Regions from separate parts of the Mus musculus genome. Here region 2 is linked to region 1. A link is a contact called in public promoter capture Hi-C data. All regions are on one chromosome and are shown on one strand. The core of a region is the stretch at or near the end of the contact, and the rest is flanking DNA. Distances in the headings are between cores, read along the strand shown.

Region 1 (6,282 bases), core at 1,227-3,726:
AGCCCATACAACTCCCCTGGTCGTGATCTTCCTTACTACAATGAGCCTGGAAGTACTCCTCCACTGGACAGCAGCTCCATCCCTGCTGGCTGTTGCCTGATAAGGTTATAATACACAACAGACCCAAAGTATAAATTAAAATAAACAGTTGTGCATGTTAAATCCAGGGACAGAGACATATCGCAATTCACCTTATTTGAGGGGTGCAAGTCCTCACAGTGGATATCTGAAACCACAGATGGTATGGACCCCTATATTTTTCTATATATTTAATACTCAGAATAAGGTTAATCGATAAACTAGGCACAGCAAGAAGTTAACACTACTTACAGTGGAACAATACATATGACAATATAAGCTGTGGGAATGTGTTCTCTCTCAAAATATCTTACTGTTTTTGAAATTTCCCATTCAATGTTTTTGGATTATGATTGATCATTGGTAGCTAACAGGTAAATGGGTCTCATAGACAACAAAAGGCTGGGTCATTGTGTGGAAACATGGATTATTTAGATAGCCCACCAATAGTAAATAAAAACTCCAGTTTATATGTAGGGATGCTTTCAGATTCACTCACAGAGGGTAGCCAAGACATCTAAGCACCCTCCATAATGGAGAGGAACCCAAAGGTTGTCTGCACCTCCAGCTGGTCTGACTACCTTCAGTGCCTATGTTTGGAGATGAAGGTTATTAAGGAATCTCTACTGATTAGGCAAGTAGTCGTCGTCGTCGTCGTCGTCGCCGTCGTAGTAGATAACTACAGTAAGAGATACAGCTAAAGATGGAAGGGATGGTTCAGTAGCCCAGAGAAGCTCAAAAGCAAAGGCACATCACATCAAAGGCTCAGTTTGTTCCTACAACAGCACTGGCAAAGACAGAAGCTCTAAACCACAGGATACATGGGGGTGAAGGAGAGCTTTTAAAAACACACACGGGGCTGGTGAGATGGCTCAGTGGGTAAGAGCACCCGACTACTCTTCCAAAGGTCCTAAGTTCAAATCCCAGCAACCACATGGTGGCTCACAACCACCCATAATGAGATCTGATGCCCTCTTCTGGTGCGTCTGAAGACAGCTACAGTGTACTTACATATAATCAATTAATCAATCTTAAAAAAAAAAAGAAACAACACACACAGGCCTTTTAGAGATTCTCACACACTAGGCCTGGCTGAGGCTGCCTGGACATGTGACTCCACAGGTGGTCTAGCAAACCTTCAGCTCAATGGGTGGGCACTGGACCATGCTCTAAATATGGCTACATGGCCAATGTTCCCTTCCTGCCCACCCTGTGATGTTCTCAGGCTGGGGTAAACTCTTCCCCAGGGGACAGTTTTTCTCAAGAGCATTCTCTCTCTTTTATGTTTAATAGAGGCAACAAGGCAATATTTTAAATGTAGCTTTCACAGAATTCCAGGGTTTTTTTTTTTTTGTTGTTGTTGTTTTGTTTTGTTTTTTGGGTTTTTTGTTTGTTTGGTTGGTTTTGTTTGTTTGTTTGTTTGTTTTTGTTTTTCGAGGCAGGGCTTCTTTGTGTAGCCCCATCTGTCCTGGAACTCACTCTGTAGACCAGACTGGCCTTGAACTCAGAAATTCGCCTGCCTCTGCCTCCCAAGTGCTGGGATTAAAGGCGTGTACCAGTTCTTAACAACAAACTTTGTCCAATGTGTTAAGTACAAGCACCATTTTGGCTAAATTGTAGCCAACACCATGTCATTAGTGGATACTTTGTGGTAGTATTGCATAAGAACTATACAGGACATTACAACTGAATTATCCAACAAGCTTATCATACAGACAGGAAACCTGAGACCCAAGGGAAGGAAATGCTCTGTCAGGTGACATGGCTGAAGGGGAGAGGGGACCCCAGCACATCACTTTTTCTCTCTAGTCTCTTTAGCTTTTTTTTTTCCCTTTAAGGATAAAATCAGTTACTATCTATAGAGTACTGGATGGAGTCTCTGAGGTTCCCTTTTCCCTTTAAATAAGAAAGAAAACTTCTTAGAAAGAAACTTCTAGTACCGTGGACATCATACTTCACAGAGCATAGCCCAACAGAGCCACAGGAACACTGCAGACAGAGGCCTTGTAAAATTTCCCTTCTACGGGACAAAGATGGGTCAGGAAATGAACATTTTCCTATTAAACCCAGAGGTACCCTGGATGCTTGAGAGCATGTGCTCTCTCCTCAGGCCAGTGCTGAAATAAGCCAGCTCAGTTTCCACAACAGCTGTGCCCTTTCTACACATTACAGACTTCTTACAGATGAGGAAAGATTTTCAGAGGCTATTCCCAACCTACGGAGGAAGAAAGCAAGGCGGCTTTCTCTGCACAGAGACCTTCACACTCCAGGCGAAACTGTCAGATCTCAGAAGCCGCAAAGCCCCACAGAAACTCTTGTCCAAGTACACAGTATGGTGCCCAGGAGCTGAGGAAACGCTGCATTCATAGTTCTGAGGCTTGGCTCAGGGGTTTTGGCTCCAGATCCTGTGATTATCTGAGTAGGTCCAGAGTCACAAGCTGGAGCTGAAGTGAGGCTGGGTGGACAGCTGAGCAGAGCAGGGGCTTCCAGTGGCTGGAAATGCAAAGTGACTCTTCCCAGGGGGAAGTCTGCCCCAGTCTGACTTCTGACCTCCAGCACACTAAGAGAGTAAATAAACTTGTTTTAGGTACTAAATGTGTGGTTTGTTAGTGTGGCAAAGGGAACAAACAGGGCTCCATTCCCTCACTGTGAGTCCAAGTGGCTTTCTACCGGCACAAACTGGATGCAGTAACCTGTGCTCCCCACGCCCAGAAAAAGAAAGGCCACCAGATTCATCAGTAACGCTGCATCAGCATCTTGCCTGACACGGCTGATAGAGGGCCAGGTACAATGTAACTATTTACTATGATCTACTAGCCAAACCCTTTTTAAAGTATCAATTTCCATCGGCAAGCAGTGCTTTCACTTTCTCCACTTCTATTTTCTTCAGGAACCGATTAGTTTTATTTAAAACAAAACAAAACAAAAACCCCAAACAAAACAAAAAACAAAAAGAAAACCGAAAAACCTACCTCCTCCCAGCCCCACCCCGACTCTGACTCCCAAGTTCACTTGGGTCAGCCATGGGCAGGAACAGGGTTGTTTTTGTACTTGGTACTCAGGCGCCCTGTGTATGTCAGGTGGAGGAAGCATGGCCAGCTTCACTTTGGGTCAAGAGTGGGCCAAGGAAGGGGCTGTTGCGTGGGACTGTGGGCATACCACCTTCCTCCTGCCCATTTGGTCAGTTTGTTTCAGGTCCTACTGCAGCTGGGATGGTGGTGGCACAGGGTACTGGGGTTAGCGGCCCGAGTGGCATACAGAGATGGGGTGCCCTCTTCGCACAGACTGATCATCCTGACTGGGAATACCACACACACAACTTTTGAGAAGTGAGGTTGTGGTGGTGGCTAGGTGAAGTAACGGGATGGATTGGTTAGCATGCAGAGAGCAGGCGTCCAATGGCTATAGTTAAAGGCTTGTTTGTCCTGAAGGTTGAGACTGGGCAGAGTTCAAACTACTCTTTAGAGGAGTATTCTTGAGACAGGAAACAAGAGATTTGTGGTAATCAGTGATGTGGGTTCTCTAACAGAGGAGTTAGCTGAGAGAGGCTGCTGCCTGCCTGCAGAAAGGCCTTCTATTGCTCAGTCTCACACCAATACTGGGGACTGGGGACGGTGTGGATGCTCACTTAGCCACAGAGAGTTCAAGGAGATACACACTTTCCAAACGGCAGAAGGAGGCACGGGTAAGGAAAAATGCCATACATAGCTCAAAAGAACACATTGCAGACAATAGCAAAGAATGTTCAGCTTTGGTACACTGGAGGCAAATGAAAGGTACCCTGGAGAGACAGGAGACAAGGGGCTTCCAGTACGTTCTCGTCACATCTATCCGAGGCTACGACAGACTGTTAAAATGCATCCCTCTAGACAACCAGCAAAGATGCAGGAGCATCAGGGCCACACCCCATGCCGGTGGCACTCCATAGAGCAGCCAGGAGGCATCCACAGCACAGCACTGCCAGCTGGTGGTGAACGGTACTGGGGGGTTCACGTAGCACACTGGCAGATTTCTCATGTTCCACAGTCTGAAGGGAATTAGTGCCACAACCACGCTAGCCCGCCCGCAGCAGACGCACCAGAAGAAAGATTTGGGGCAAGAGGTCTCCCCTTGCATTTCAAAAACTGAACTGTAACTCCTAGAGTTTTGGCTGGCTTGGGGTTAGTTTTGAATGGAGTCTGTCCCACGGATGCCTGACTGCACTGGTCAGTTAAAGTATTAATTCCTATTAAAGGATCTTTTATATGAGTGATTTTAGTCCTTACATTTAGCACCTAGCCTTTTAGAAACACCCGCTTTTATAAGAAACCAACCAACCAACCAACCAACCAACCAACCAACCAACCAGATAGGTGTAAAGCATTTTCTATAGTTTACTAAGAAGCAAAGTGATTTCAAGCTCTTTATCTATGAATAATCATTAGCTTTTACAAGTCATTCTTTCTCAGTCTCACAAACAATTTAGGATGTCAGCCACTAGGAGCATTAATTAATATTATAGCATTATGCTGCTTTTGAAACTGGAATTACAGTTAGCTGTGAGCTGCCATTGTGGGTGCTGGGAGGTGAACTCAGGCGCTCTGCATGAGCAGTAAGTTGTGGGAGGCACGGAGGTCCTTGTGCTCACAGAGAAGCACTAGGGAAAGCCAGGAATGTTAAACACGCAGTTCTTCAAAAGAAGAGACTGGAGAACCTGTTTTCTGTCCGGAAGGCAGATAGTGGGGGTGGTTTATAGCCTGGAGACCTTTGCACTATCTGAGTGACTGAGACCACACCAGACTCTCTCCACTCCTCCACCCCTCAACCTTTACGATGGCACATGCAGTCTATAGAACTCATCTTTATGGAAGATGTCATAATCGCTTTACAGAGAATCTCGATGTAGTCATTCCACGCCTTAAGCTTTCTTGTGCACGTGGGATTGAGGTGATTGTCACCAGCAAACTTTTTTTCCAAATCATGCTGTGCTTCAATATGCCTGAGACAAATTGCCTGTCGTCAGACCTGCAAACTTTGAACCAGCCCTGAGTACTGAGCTGTGTTGAACCAGATTTCCCTCTTGGCTCACGCTGATCATTATTACCTTGCTGTTCCTGGTGTTGGCAGAGATCACCTATAATAAGTTGTCTTTCTTATTCATAGAGGCAACCATTTTTTAGTTTACCCATTTTGCATGTATGTATGTGCATGTGTGTGTGTGTGTGTGTCATGGCACACAACTCAGAGGATAACTTGCAATAGGTGGTTGTCCTGAAGGTGGAGATCTTGGCGATCTACCTCAGGCCATCAGGCTAAGCACCACCTATGGAGTCATTGCTCCAGACCTCGAAACAGTTTTCTAAGGGGACAAGAACACTCTGTTAGTGTTAACATTTGATCTCTTGGCCAAGGCTCAGGAAGCCTCATCAGAACACATTTCTCTGGTCTCTGTAGATACTCATTAACAAACATGGTTAAACGCAGCCAGTGCACACTAAGGCAGTTTCACTGGCTTAGGCTCGGGTCCAATGTTCTTAACACGCAAAACATCAGGTTGAAAAGCAAACAGATTATAATGGAACATGTCCTACATTAATCTCTTTAAATACGCATGCAGAGACCCTTCACACAGCAAGCTGTCTATGCATAGGCCTCATCCACGTCTGCTGAAGGGGGTTGTAAGACCAGTAACCCAGCAAACCCTGTCTGAGACTGGGATCGCATTGACGGGTGTTCGAATCCACACACTGGTCAAAGGTACTCCTTATTTCAATGGGCTCAAACTACCTTAAAATTCACACCAGCTGCCAGGCAGTGGTGGTGCACTCCTTTAATTCCAGCACTTGGGAGGCAGGAGGATTTCTGAGTTCAAGGCCAGCCTGGTCTACAGAGTGAGTTCCAAGACAGCCAGGGCTACAAAGAGAAACCCCGTCTGGGGAGAAAAAAAATTCACAGCAGCTAAGTCACATGCAGACCACAACGAGGAGCACAGAAAGCCGGTCTATCCTCAGCACATGATACTGTAAGGCCAATGGCTGGGTCAGTTCTCTCCCAGCACCACCTGAGGTAACTGAAGCAATGACTGGATTAACTTGCCGCTGGAACTTAGAAGCCCATGTCTGTCAGACTATTCTCTCCAAAGAAATTATAACTAACCAAGAAAATGATTCTTACCTGAAAACAAGAAACTACCAAAAACCAACACTCCCCATCCGCCCTGACCAT
Region 2 (6,282 bases), core at 1,682-4,181, 230 kb before region 1:
TCTGCACGGGCTCCTGAACCACCGACAAGAACAGTAGATAGGAACTCAGCCTTAGCCACCTGCCATCCCTGTGCACTGGACTGTTCTCTGAGCTTCAGTTTTCTCATCTGGAACCAGTCAGGAGAACGCCCACCTTGGGCTTTAAGAGGAAGTGTTTGATAGGATAATATACCAAAGATGAAGCCCGAACCATCGAACCATCCCCTGACCGAACCATCTCACTCCGACTTAGAAGAGGATGAGTAACCCCCCCCCCCCTCTGCCATCTTAGTCCCAGGCCAGAGGCTCCCGGAGTGGTTATGACCTTGGGCAGTGCCCTTACCTGTGCTTCCTGGATGAGCTGGGATGCAGGAGAGTCAGACACCAAGCAGAGTAGATAGCACAGCAGAGATGCTTAACTTCCTAGAGAAGGAGAGAGGGTTTGGAGTTAGTTGAGAGTACAGCCAGGGGTTGGGCTTCCTAAGTGAACATGACATCCAGTGTCCTCAGTCACTGTGATCTCCATCCAAGGCTGCCACTGCTTTTTATCAGTTCCAGCAAAGGGCTGGGTAGGATGGGCCTCTGTCTGGCATCAGATCAAACTCCTGGCTCCTTCTCCACTTAACCTGCTAGCTGTTGCCCATCTTGTTTACTGGCTCAGGAAATGCTTGGGTGGTACCACCAGGGTATCTGGTGTCAACAGATACATTCTGTTGTCAATCATGTCTGGTTTCTAGTCCTGGCTTTGGGGATATCTACTGCATCTCCCCGCATCTCTGCTTCCTCTTCTGTATAATGGGGCTTTAATGGTGCCTACCTCCTGTGTGCCAGCTGGATCCTGGCTGCAGAGGCACATAGATGAGAGCCCCTTAAATCCTAATTACATCCCTCACTTCAGTCCTGGTGGTGCCAATCTTGCTGCAAGATGCCAGCATTGGCTCATCTGTGTCTGTTCCCAGGCCTTTCCCAAGGTCTGGCAATGTCAGCATCTCGCCAGTGTTTGTTGACTGAGCCTGCTCCCATGGTCTGGTAGACCTGTCTTTACACACTGAGGATTAGAGAGGTCCAATTTAACGGAGAGCAGAGGTGGGGGGGCAGTTGACGTGATGGTCCAGTTCACATGGAGGTATGCATGGAGCTCGGATCCCAACCCATAGCCCATAAACTGTCTGTCCAGCTGCTGAACTCAGGGCCTGGTGGGCCTCTTCTTGGCCGAGCACCAGATGTAGGCTATTGAGGGGGGGGCTGCAACATCTTACCCAGTTCCTCCCAGTGCAACCTATCACTTCCTCCTGGACTCTCTCTGTCTTCTTTCCAGTAACAGTCCTACTTCAGGTACAATGGTCATTTAACAAAGTGGGGGCTGAGGTTCAGAGGACCACTGACCCCTCTCCCATAGCCTATGTGACTATGTTTAACCTTCAGCATACACAGCTTCGGCCCTTAGCCCCACTGTTGGAATAGGGGCTCCTTCAGGATGCTCTCCAGGACCCAGGACTGAGCAGGTTTTGACTTGTGGTAGTGAAAAGCGTCAATTCTCACACGGACTAGCTCCTTTCACAGACTAGCTATTCTAACTACACAGGGGAGGGTCTCAGTTTCAGCACTGTCTTAAACGGCTCACTATCTGACCAGTCCAGTGTCACAGCTTTCTTCTGCAGAGGATGACAAAGAGGCTCAATAAGGACTTGACCCACACAGTTCAAGCTCAGATCCCCACTGGTCTTAAACAGAAGTGAGATGTGAAGAGCTGCCAAGAAAGCAGCCAACTGAAATATACTGCAGGCTTGTCAAGGCTAGCCCTCCCCAGGAGTAGCAGGAACTTCCCTGAGAAAATGAGCTGGGGGTTGAAACCTAGAGAGACCAAGAGAACGGTTGAATGCAAAGGGCTCGCCAGACAGAGGGAACACTGCCTGCAAACTCATGCAGAGAGTGTGGTCCAGTAGGGGAATTCAGAAGCACGTGGCTGGCCTTGAGGCAGGGTCCTCAGGGCAGCCAGGGAGAGATGGGCCTCAGAGTCGTGTCTCTGGGGTAGTAGGGGATGGGATTTGAGTGCAGGGGAAGCTGGGAGCTTGGCATAGTCTTGCCGGGGGGTTGGGCAGAGAGAGGCATGGGACAGACATTTGGAGTATGGAGATGGGAGAAGCAGAAGCAGGCTCTCTGTGCTTGAGGGGGTGTGGGGTTGGGGAAGAAGGGACCCAGCCTCCTGGGCTGGGTGCAGTAGAGACTTGGGAGAGGTTGTAAATCACCCATCCTGGGAAGCTCTCTGATCGACCTCAAGAAAATCTCTGTGGCAGGCTCTGGTCCCAGCCCCAGCTCCTGTCCTAGCCTCAGCAGCTACTAGATCGTTCCCCAGTGTCAATCTCACTCTGTTGAACTTGGCAACGGCAGCTTATAAGGGCTCCCACCACCCCTGTCCCCACTGGTCACTCCATTTCTATCCTGCAACCTTGCTGAGTTTCCCATGACCCAGGGTATCTGCTCTTTCTGTTTCTTCTGCCCCTGGTGCTGCATGTTTGCCCTTAGAATATACAGAACCTGGCAAATAATTTTATGTGTTTGTTTTCTTTCTCCCCATTAGACCTGAGCTCTTTGAAGGCCAGGCCCTTGTCCTGGCCCAAGAAGGATAGCCTAGGAAGACACTTCTGGCTTTGTGTTTAAGCATTCCGGAAATAGGAGGATACATTTACTATACACTGTTACTGGCAGCATTGAAGTGACACTTATACATGGCCTGCCAAAGTCAAAATGACCCCAGGGACCTCACTAGCCTTTCTCCTCTTTATAGATTATGACGTTGAAGCTCAGAGAAGGATGGGGCAGGTCACATGGTCCAGCTAAGAGGTGGCAGGATGGGCTTCTCTGCTGTTGGCGAGGTGCCTGGCCCTGTACCCTGCTCTGAGTAGGCGTTCAGCATGGAGAACTGGCGCCTGGCTTCTCTAGCCATCTGCTGCTTGAACTGAAAGACCCTGCTTGCTTGCCTGGCTGTCACAGCTTCCCAACGAGTCAGCCACAGGAATTCTAATGGCTGGGTTTTTTTTTTTTTTTTCTGAACACAAAGACCTGCCTCTTGCAAATGGAAAAATGCATTTTCCTCTGCATTGGCAATTACCACACTGAAGTCTAAGCAACCGGTTTCATCTTGTAGGCACCTTACCAAGATTAATTTCTGCACACTACGAAGTGATGCTCATTGTGGACTGAGGGGGTCAGCGAGGGAAGTGCACACATTTGTGTCTTTTATCATAAGAGAACCTGGGGTTTGGAGGGACTCAGGACAAACCTCTCTAGCTGTTTTGATCTATTTTATGGAGGGTGTTTGCTCATTGCCTTAAACGCATTAATCTTCTCAAGGATTCGAGGTTTCTGATGTTTCCTGTTCCATTTGGTCTCTGACTCAGCAATGTACTATATAAATATTTACTGAGAAGATACTAGGAATTCTTATAGGCTCTGAGGATGTCACAGAGGAACAAAATATAACCTGCCATTGCCATCCTACAGACATGGAGGAGACAGATGGAAGAGTTCTGTTGGTAACTGGCTGTGTGGGGGTAAATTCCTTTCCCTCTCTGGGCCTTGGGGTTTCATTACTCTCCTCTAATAGACTCCCTCTTGAAACGTTCTGATAGCCCTCACTTATTATAGAACATGACAGCCATCTCCAGCCGGTGATTGTAGATCCTCAGAGCTGGGCTCCAGCTGGTATCACTTGGCACATGCATCTTGCTAGCCTGCTCTCTTTTACCCCCTTTTTATTTAGCACTAACCATACTTCTCTTTCTTTCTTTCTTTCTTTCTTTCTTTCTTTCTTTCTTTCTTTCTTTCTTTCTTTCTTTCTTTCTTTCTTTCTTTCTTTCTTTCCTTCCTTCCTTCCTTCCTTCCTTCCTTCCTTCTTTCTTTCTTTCTTTTTTTCTTTCTTTCTTTCTTTCTTTCTATTTATTTATTCTGCACATAAGGTGCATGTGATTGTGTTTGTGCATATACATCTGTGTGTGTGTGTGTGTGTGTGTGTGTGTGCAAGTGCCAGAGGTCAATGTCAGGTGACTTCCTCACTTGTTTTTCTACATTATCATTATTATTACTATTATTATTATTATCATTATTATTTTGAGACAAGGTCTCTCACTGATTTGGGAAGATCATCTGGCCAGAGAGCCCCAGGAAGCTTCCTATCTCTACTTCCCCAGCACTAGGATCCCATGTGCACACAACCACACCCAGCTTTTTAGGCGAGTGCTGGGACTCTGAGCTCAGGTGCTCACGCTTACACAGCAAGCACCTTGTGAAGGAACCATCCTCCAGCCCTCAGATTTACTCTCAGAGTGCCAGGGCTCCCTGAATGTCTCATTGTTTAATCCTTACTGAATCCCCTTGAAGAAGGGACTTGGATCATAAGAATGAGGAGGTGGAGGTCACAAAGATAGATGACTTCCCTGAATTCACCAAGTGTCTTTGCGGAGGGCTGGGATCTGTTGCTAGGTTGTCTAGATTCCTCTCTGCCACTGTTGCCTCTGCCTGTCTACCAGCTCTGCTCCTCTCCTTCCCCAAGAACAACCTGACACCCACTGCCTGTGTTGGGGTTGGTCTTGTACACTGTATAGTCACGTTGAGTGCTGTGCCCCAAGATCAGGTTGCAGTCTGGACATGGACATTGTATTGACCGTGTACTATAAAGAATGCTCCCCGGTCTCTGACTGGACAGTAAAAGGCTGGAGCTTGGGACTGAACAGGAGAGAGGGGAAGGTGGAACTTGAGATTGAGTGTGGGGGGTGGGGGGCGTCTCAGGTAGGGAACATGAGGAGAAGGAAAAATGTAGGGGAAGACGGAGGTCCTCAAGAGGCAGGATAGACCATAAGGACAGACCATGAGCAGGGACCATGAGCACATGGCCAAATGAAGCTCATATTGAGGACACACATGAAACAGAGCAAGTCTCACTTGGCAGGTAATGGGGCATTTATCTGGTTATTAATAGCCTAGCCATGTTACAATAGTCTCAGAACCTTCCCAGTTTAGGTTTGTAGCATGTGAATAAATTCGGATGTCTTTGTGTTGTTTACTTGGGAGCAAAACAGGAAAGAGTCGGGCAGAACCCCTCCCCCCATTAAATTACTTCAATATATTGCGCCAAATATGGGACACAGACTCTGAGCTCTAGAAAACTCCTGGCTAGGAAGGCAGTTTCTTATTCAAAAAGTGGGGAAAGACCAAGAAGCCTCAGTCTGCCTCTAGGAGGCCTCCCAGGGGCCCCGTTGAGCAAACCCTTCTGTGTTTCGCTTTGCTGGAGCAAATCCTTTGCTTCAGTGATACAGCCCATGCTGGCTCGACATGGAGGTCATGCTGCCCTTGTCTGTTTGACTGTGTGCTGAGCACCTTCAAGAAGGAAGGCGGTATTTCATCCTCCCTGCCTCCTCTGCTCCTAACTCAGCATTATGGGCCAACCACTCTCCACATGGCCAACAGAGACTATTTAAAAAGCAAAACCAGTTTTTATCTTTTTTTTTTTTTAGTGTAAACTGCATAAAATTCTACCTTGTGACCATGGCTCGGAAGGTTCTGCTCTGTCTAGCCCTGCTCTGCCCTTCCCTGACTTCATCTATGGTCGGTTCTCTGCACACTCACTCTATTCCAGACATGCTGTCCTCCTACCTGTTCCCAAACAGCCCAGGCTTACATTTAGCCCTTTGCTCTTTACACAGTGTGTGTAGCGTGTGCTTCTCCACAAATGTGACTCTGTTATTTGGACACCAGTTCCATGTTACCATTTCCATGTCTGTCTAAGTGTTTCCATATTTGTCATTATTTTCAATGATTGTGTCTGCTCTGAGCGTGTGAGCCCCAGGAAAGCAGACATCACATGTGTCCGGTTACACCATGTCACTAGCACCTGCAGTGCTTGATGTGGAAGAGCTAGTCAGTGACTAAGTGTCATGAAGGAAGAGTAGAGTCCCTCTGGAGCACTCTGCATGGCAATCCATCCAGAGAAGGTAGTACACCTGGATCTGTTAGTTCAGGCTAACTTCACAGGCTCACGTTATATGTCGCTAGCATTGCCTGCAGCAGTGCCCAGGCACGAGGCAAGCTCATTGGCTATTTTCTGCTGATGTCCCCTCATTGGGGATGTTAAGAGCTCCTTGCCTGTTTCCTCATTTATCTTCCTTTAACTTAGGGTAACTTATGAAATATTATCTTTCACAGCATTGCACAGACCAGGGGCTTCCCTGAAAAGGGAAAAATACTAACGTCTGAGTCAGAACACCAGAGCCCAATGAAGGCACAGCCACTCAGCATAGCTGTCAC

Evidence for each region. Promoter capture Hi-C pulls out the DNA fragments that hold promoters and counts their contacts.
Region 2: a promoter capture Hi-C map of embryonic stem cells shows a contact between it and region 1, with 6 times the contacts expected there. The contact joins two enhancer-like sites. A contact is called at or near these places in 7 of 39 promoter capture datasets (the 3T3-L1 cell line, the C10 cell line, embryonic stem cells and 2 more) and 1 of 115 datasets of contacts at active chromatin or transcription factors (the 230-238 cell line).

What each region holds. Positions count from the first base shown.
Region 1 is chr13:54,076,500-54,082,781 of GRCm38.p6, reverse strand. All of the region lies in intron 1 of Sfxn1 (sideroflexin 1), which reads right to left. Among named protein-coding and RNA genes, the nearest start is that of Sfxn1, 7.8 kb to the right of the region's middle. Within about 2 kb of position 2,476, at least 52 of the 459 cell types and tissues checked have an H3K27ac peak or open chromatin away from gene starts, as enhancers often do.
Region 2 is chr13:54,306,145-54,312,426 of GRCm38.p6, reverse strand. The region is part of intron 2 of LOC115488208 (a long non-coding RNA gene); the gene reads left to right. It also overlaps a transcript of Cplx2 not described here. Among named protein-coding and RNA genes, the nearest start is that of Gm52068, 25 kb to the left of the region's middle. Within about 2 kb of position 2,931, at least 58 of the 459 cell types and tissues checked have an H3K27ac peak or open chromatin away from gene starts, as enhancers often do.